Linked DNA regions of Zea mays: region 1 is linked to region 2. Evidence: chromatin contacts called from public Hi-C data. All regions are on one chromosome and are shown on one strand. Each heading gives the region's core, a stretch centred on a gene start, on an enhancer-like site or on the middle of the called end of the contact. The rest is flanking DNA. Distances are from core to core; before and after follow the strand shown. Region 1 holds the start of LOC100285265 (casein kinase I). Region 2 holds the start of LOC606483 (phosphoenolpyruvate carboxylase kinase 1).

What was found. A called contact is a pair of places that touch in the nucleus more often than the background predicts.
Region 1: a Hi-C map of tassel shows a contact between it and region 2, with 2.1 times the contacts expected there. The contact joins the promoter of LOC100285265 here to the promoter of LOC606483 in region 2. A contact is called at or near these places in 3 of 25 Hi-C or Micro-C datasets (leaf and tassel).

Annotation. Positions count from the first base shown.
Region 1 is chr5:223,435,213-223,438,220 of Zm-B73-REFERENCE-NAM-5.0, reverse strand. LOC100285265 (casein kinase I) reads left to right here and starts at 1,738. Exons shown (of 14, transcript NM_001158159.2): 1 at 1,738-2,264; 2 at 2,415-2,455; 3 at 2,535-2,604; 4 at 2,734-2,882; 5 at 3,002-3,008. The coding sequence starts at 2,189.
Region 2 is chr5:223,123,717-223,127,018 of Zm-B73-REFERENCE-NAM-5.0, reverse strand. It overlaps LOC606483 (phosphoenolpyruvate carboxylase kinase 1), which reads left to right and starts at 1,679. Exons shown (of 2, transcript NM_001158445.2): 1 at 1,679-2,631; 2 at 2,711-3,133. The coding sequence starts at 1,827. The coding sequence ends at 2,766.

The sequences.
Region 1 (3,008 bases), core at 489-2,988, 310 kb before region 2:
GTGACGGCCGATATCAGTTAATCAGCCGTATCAAGGGAAAATATAATTAATCAAATGAACTAAACTACAAGATATTTTGTTTTTTTTTCTAGGGCCGTGTCTTTTGCTATGTGTGTATAACGTGTTGACTTGGTATCCACATCCACGTCGACGCTCGTTGCTGGATCCTCGATCAGCGGCGAGATGGCGGTGTCGTGCCCCGTCTCGGCCCACGAGACGACCCTGTCAATCCACGAGCACGTGCTGCTCTTGGGTTATGAGAGCCCTCGGTCCAAGTGTCGCCACGAGGAAAATGCAGGGCTTTCGCTTGTAAAACAGAAGAAGATAAAAAGGAAGCATCGCAAGAAAGAGCACCAGGACCTTTTGCATCAGATCGAGGGGTTTCTGCGTGGAAGCTACGCGCCGCGCCGACCATTTTTCCTTTTCATTCATTTACATTCAATTACCCCATCCTGTTCTTTTTTTTTTCTTCACCTTACATGTAATATAGGGTTGGAGAAAATGCTCTTGTCTCGTCGGCTCGTTTATTTCATGGTCGAGTCGAATCAATTTGTTTGATTTTTTTATAAACTATGCTAGCATTCTAGCTCATTTTGTTAACGAGTCAGCTCGCAAGCTAAACAAGCTATTATATTTCAGCAAAATAAAACTATAGTTACGTGACTCCCTTCCCATGTACGCATGCATTTTCTGCACCGTATTTTTACATGAGACATGCCATGTATTTTATTGTTGGTTGAGAATAGTGTTCGCAACAAGTGATTTTTTTCATCGGACCTAAACGGTCTGAGAATTAATGACAAAAATATGCAAAAAAAACAATTAAGAGTTGCAGTGGAGTAGGTGAACTAAATTATTAGACAAAATATCTAGTGTTGGACTCCGCCGATGCACAGCAAAGCATAGCCAAAGCCAGAGCGACGTGGTCGAGCGCAGAAGCACGTGAAGCCGAGGGGACGTGTGCAGAACAGAAGCGGGAGCCGGGCCGGCCCGGCCCGGATTGGAGAGAAATCTGCTGGTCGACGCGATGCTAATTGCAGCTAGGACATGCCTTGCGTTGCGCGCGTTTAGGTTTAGGTTACGTGTATTGTTGTAGTAGGAGACTGCAACATTCTACGAGGGTGGTCCAGAAGAAAAAAAAGAAGGTGAAATTCTAATAGCTGATTTGGAAACCCAAATTTTCCAAAGTTTTTTATTTTTTCATAGGAAATTAGTTTATTTCTATCGAGAAATTGAAAATTCCATATAAAAATCGGGTTGTCAAACTAGCTCTAAAATTGCAACCGAGACCGGATTCCATGGGACGAAAGGAAAGGGTGGAGAGGACACGAGTGATGGGGGACGCGCAGCCCGTCATGGATTAATCATTACTGTACGTTTATAGGCAATTACTGTTACATGTATATAATATACTCCATTTCATTACCTGCATATAAAATAAATACACATGTAATGTAGTTATGCTGTCTTTCAAAGAAAAGGGAAAGAAGATGTTTTTTTCCTTCGTCCCAACAGCAGAGAGTTTCAATGAGCGAGAGTATTATTTTTTTACACTATATTATTATTAAGAAAAAAAGTGGCGGCCCGGAGAGAAAGCGAAGAGCAACAAGAGCAAAGCGAAAGGCGGGCGCAGCTGTCCGCTGCCTTGCCTTGCCTTGCCTTGCCTGTGCTGTGCGAACCTGCTCCCAGTTAGTAGTATTCAGTTTCCTTATCGGCTGCTGCCCATTTCCGCCCCCTCCCGTCTTTTCCCTTCCGCGTCGGTCTCCTCCCCCACTCTTCTACTTCTTGCTGTCGTCGTCTTCTCTCGACTCCCCGTCCCCTCCCTCTGCCTCTCCCACCCGCCGCTTCCGGATTCCGCCGCCCGTGCCCTCGCCACCAGGAATTCCACTCGGAGTAAGGAGTGTTTTCCCCCGCTGCTTGCTTCGCTTCTCCGGTCCCGGGACCCGCCCCGCTTTCGCCCGACTTAGATTCCACTTCTGTCCGTTCGCTCGCTCGCTCCTTTGTTCTTATCCCCCTTGCTTTGCTCGTTCGTTCGATTGGAGCTAGCCGCTGCGTGGATTCCTCGGCTCGCCGTCCGGATCTGGCCTCGCTGAGCTGCAGCTGCCGCGAATCCCGACTCGATTCGGCCGCGCTCGGATCTCGCCGGACTAGCGGGGACCGAGGCCTCTCGATTCGCCTCGGGGCCGAGATGGATCATGTGGTCGGAGGCAAGTTCAAGCTCGGCAAGAAGATCGGGAGCGGGTCGTTCGGGGAGCTCTTCCTAGGTGAGTTCCCTTCCCTGTCGTCTACCCCCCCCCCCCCCCCCCCCCCCCCCCCGCTCCACGGACTGATAAGATAAGATGCCGGCCCCGTCCGTGTGTTCTCGTCGCTCGGAAAGGCGCTCACTTCGTTTGCTGTTGCTTTGCTGCTCGCAGCTGTGAACGTGCAGACCGGAGAGGAGGTCGCCGTCAAGCTGGTACTGGATTCTCTCCGATTGCTATTTACTTGTTACCATATGATTGGTCTACTTCGTCATTGCTGCTTCGATTGCGCAGGAAAATGTCAAGACGAAGCACCCGCAGCTTCACTACGAGTCCAAGCTATACATGCTTCTCCAAGGAGGAAGTAGGCCCTAGAGTCCTGTCCTGTCCTGTCCAGTTTTACTTCTGGGACGGTACTCTGTGGTTAGTTGCTAGCATGATGCGCGAGTTGGGCTAACCTTCCGCTCCCCCCCTTTTTTTTGTTTCGTCACAGCTGGCATTCCGCACCTGAAGTGGTTCGGCGTTGAGGGGGAGTATAACGTGATGGTGATCGATCTTCTCGGCCCTAGCCTTGAGGACTTGTTCAACTATTGCAGTAGAAAGTTTTCTCTCAAGACCGTGCTCATGCTTGCTGACCAAATGGTGAACACTAAATCCCAGATTTTTGTTCAAACTCTTCCAGTTTGTTTCTTAACGTTAATCTCAGTTCGATGTGCATAGGGAAATTGCTAGTGTTAACACGTTTCTTGCTTATCTTTCAGATTAATC
Region 2 (3,302 bases), core at 430-2,929:
GGCGTGCGGCTGGCCTGGCTTGGCCTGGCGCGTGTGGTGTGCGTCCGCCGCCCGGTCTAGTTCTCTGCCTAGTATATATGATCAGCAGCCCGCCACCCGCGCGCGCGCCGGGCCAAATGGCGGCGGCGTCGACGGGCTTGGAACCAGGCCAGAATCCAGCGCGGCCTGGAGCCGGGGGCGCTGCCGCGCGTCCTGGGGCGCTCCGACCCGGTTTTGGATTCAGTGACTAGGTAGGCGGGTGGGAGAGGGGCGCTGCCGCGCCGGAGGCGTTATGGCGTTGCGCGCGCGCGCGCGGCTGTTGGACTGGCTGGCGGCTCGTCGTCCCGTCCAGAACGAACTCGCCGTACGTGCGCGCGCCTGCCCATGGCGGCGTCGGTCGAGCCTGTGCACGTTCCCGTGAGATCCTTCAACGACGACGGCGGCGGTTCGGCCGCGGTCCGGCCTTGGGGCGGCGGAAGCGGCGCCGAACGCTGGTCGGGTGCCTCCGTACTCTGTAGCAAGTCTAGGCTGTCTAGCCAGCTTCAATGCGGAGGTCCGGCTGCTGGACTGTATTGATCTCTAGAGACACGACGAAGAATCACCGTACGTTGCTGGCCATTGCCAAGAACCGCGATATTCATATTGTAATAATAGTAGAACGAGCAGCATACGTCCGTGTCCGTCCGTACCAAGGTTGGCCGGTTGGGTTAAGGCGTCCTCGGGTAATCAAGTCGGGCATGCATCATGCATCCCGAGCCTAACTTTTTTTTGTCTCTTCCCGATCCAGTTTGCAGGCTGCCAATGCCCCACTCATCTGCCCGGCCGCACGTATGTCGCTGCACACGGAGTAGGCTGTTTGTAGACACGAAAGCAGCTAGCAGCAGGTTACCGCCACATTTGGCAGCGCATGCACGCTCACGAGGCAGGTATTCCAACGGCCCTAGTCATGCATGCGTTACGCGAAATTGAAGCCATGTCGTGTGCATGGAATGGACGCACGGATGGATGGACTTTAGCGTGTTTGTGTTCGCGCCAGCAACTTTTCAAAGAACACCATGACACGCAGAATCAGTAGTCATTTTATTTTTTTTCTTAACAGAGACCAAAACAGAAGAAGATGCTGATACGGTTGGAGTCAGTCGAATCATGCATGGTTCATATGATTCATGAACATCATGCAATGCATGCATGTCCCACCCCCTGCAGAGACGCCACGTTGCAATGCATGCAAACCTGACCTGACGTGGTGACGCCCCCCTAATAATTCACTGCCTCATGTGGGCTGTGGGCCATCGGCCATGCTGTCACTTGTCCAGATACGTGTCATCAGTCATTAATCTGCCTGCCCTAAACCCGCGCCCGGTCGCCGGAAACCACGTCTCGCCCAATCTAAAACCCTTTCCCGGGCGGCAATGATACGCATTATATTATCCTAAACGCAAGAATCTTGTAAATTATCTTTTTGATTGAGGGGAATTTTATACATTATGTTAGTTATTTCGACAGGGGGATATCGAATCATTGGGCAAGTACGTAGTGTGTGATTCATCGGAGTCGGGGCATCTTGAATCCTGGATTGTCAGTCAAAATCAACCTCCCTGCCTGTGCCTGCCTCCATCTCCATGCCAAAACAGCAGCAGAGACAGCGTGGAATATTCGGATCCCTTGGGGAGGCTGGGACCCAGTCCCACCACCTGAACAACACGAAGCTGCATTAAAAGGCGTCCGGCGGGTGGAGACCAGAGCAGCGCACAAGCAGCAACGCCAACGCCAACCCAACCCAACCCTAACCCGATCTCACCGAGGACACACAGACACCAGACCACCGGAGCGGACCAAGTACGAGCATGGGCGGCGCCGCGGAGGAGGCGTTGCGGCGGGAGTACGTGGTCGGCGAGGAGATCGGGCGCGGCCGGTTCGGGACGGTCCGCCGCTGCTACGCCGCCGCCACGGGGGAGCCGTTCGCGCTCAAGACGACGCCCAAGGCGGCGCTGCGGGCGGACCCGCTGGACCTGGCGCTGGCGGAGCAGGAGCCCAAGGTGCACCACCTGGCGTCTGCCGCCAGCCGCCACGTGGTCGCGCTGCACGCCGCCTTCGTGGACGCCGACGCCGTGCACCTGGTGCTGGACCTGTGCGCGGGCGGGGACCTGTTCGCGCTCGTCTCCGCGCGGGGCGCGCTCCCGGAGCCCGAGGCGGCGGAGCTGATGGCGCAGCTCGCCGACGCGCTCGCCGGCTGCCACCGCCGCGGGGTCGCGCACCGCGACGTCAAGCCCGACAACCTCCTCTTCGACGCCGCCGCCGGCGGCGCGCTCAGGCTCGGGGACTTCGGCTCCGCCGCCTGGTTCGGGGACGGCAGGCCCATGACGGGGCTGGTCGGGACGCCCTACTACGTCGCGCCCGAGGTGGTGGCCGGCAGGGAGTACACCGAGAAGGTGGACGTCTGGAGCGCCGGGGTCGTGCTCTACATGATGCTCTCCGGGACCGTGCCCTTCTCCGGCGCCACCGCGGGGGAGATCTTCCAGGCCGTGCTCCGCGGGAACCTGCGCTTCCCTCCGCGCGCCTTCGCCGCCGTCTCGCCCGAGGCCAAGGACCTCCTGCGCCGCATGCTCTGCAGGGACGTCTGGCGCAGGCTCTCCGCCGAGCAAGTCCTGAGTAAGCACCAACATCTCGTCTGTCTGTCGCCTGAATTGTCTGCTCATCTTCTTACCCTCCTGTTTCCATCTACCTGCAGGTCACCCATGGATTGTGACTCGCGGCGGAAGTGTGCCTGGCGGTAGACTGGTTTAGATGCTCCGCGCCGCATCCGATGAATCTCCATCCGAAGTGTACATAGTGGCGTCCTCCATCCAATCCAAGAGGAGTAGAGAAGGACCTTTTGCTGTTGATCTCTTCGCTATGGTTCTGGCAAATGATCGTGAATTTGGACACTAGTGCTGTAGTTGGTTACCAGTAGCACGCAGAAAGAAGTAATCGTTAGGCTAAGCAGGGATTTAGGAGGGCTGCCTCTTCCTGGGTTTGCTCTGTTCTGCAGTAATCCTGTGCTCGTCTTAGCTTGTTTGCATTGCAACCCAAACCCATGTATGTGTATAGCACAGCCTTCTTATGGCTGAGGAAGAGACGACTAGCTCTGTTCAGGAGAAAATGCTTCCGGGTTCACTGTGACTGTGAGTTTCTACTGTGTTGGAACCTTGAATGAAATATACATCCTGAATGTGTTAGGCTTCAAACGATTACTCCCTCCGTTTCTTTTTACTTGTTACTGGATAGATGAATTTAATACTAACAAACGACAGGTAAAAAAGATCAGAGGTACTATATGCTTT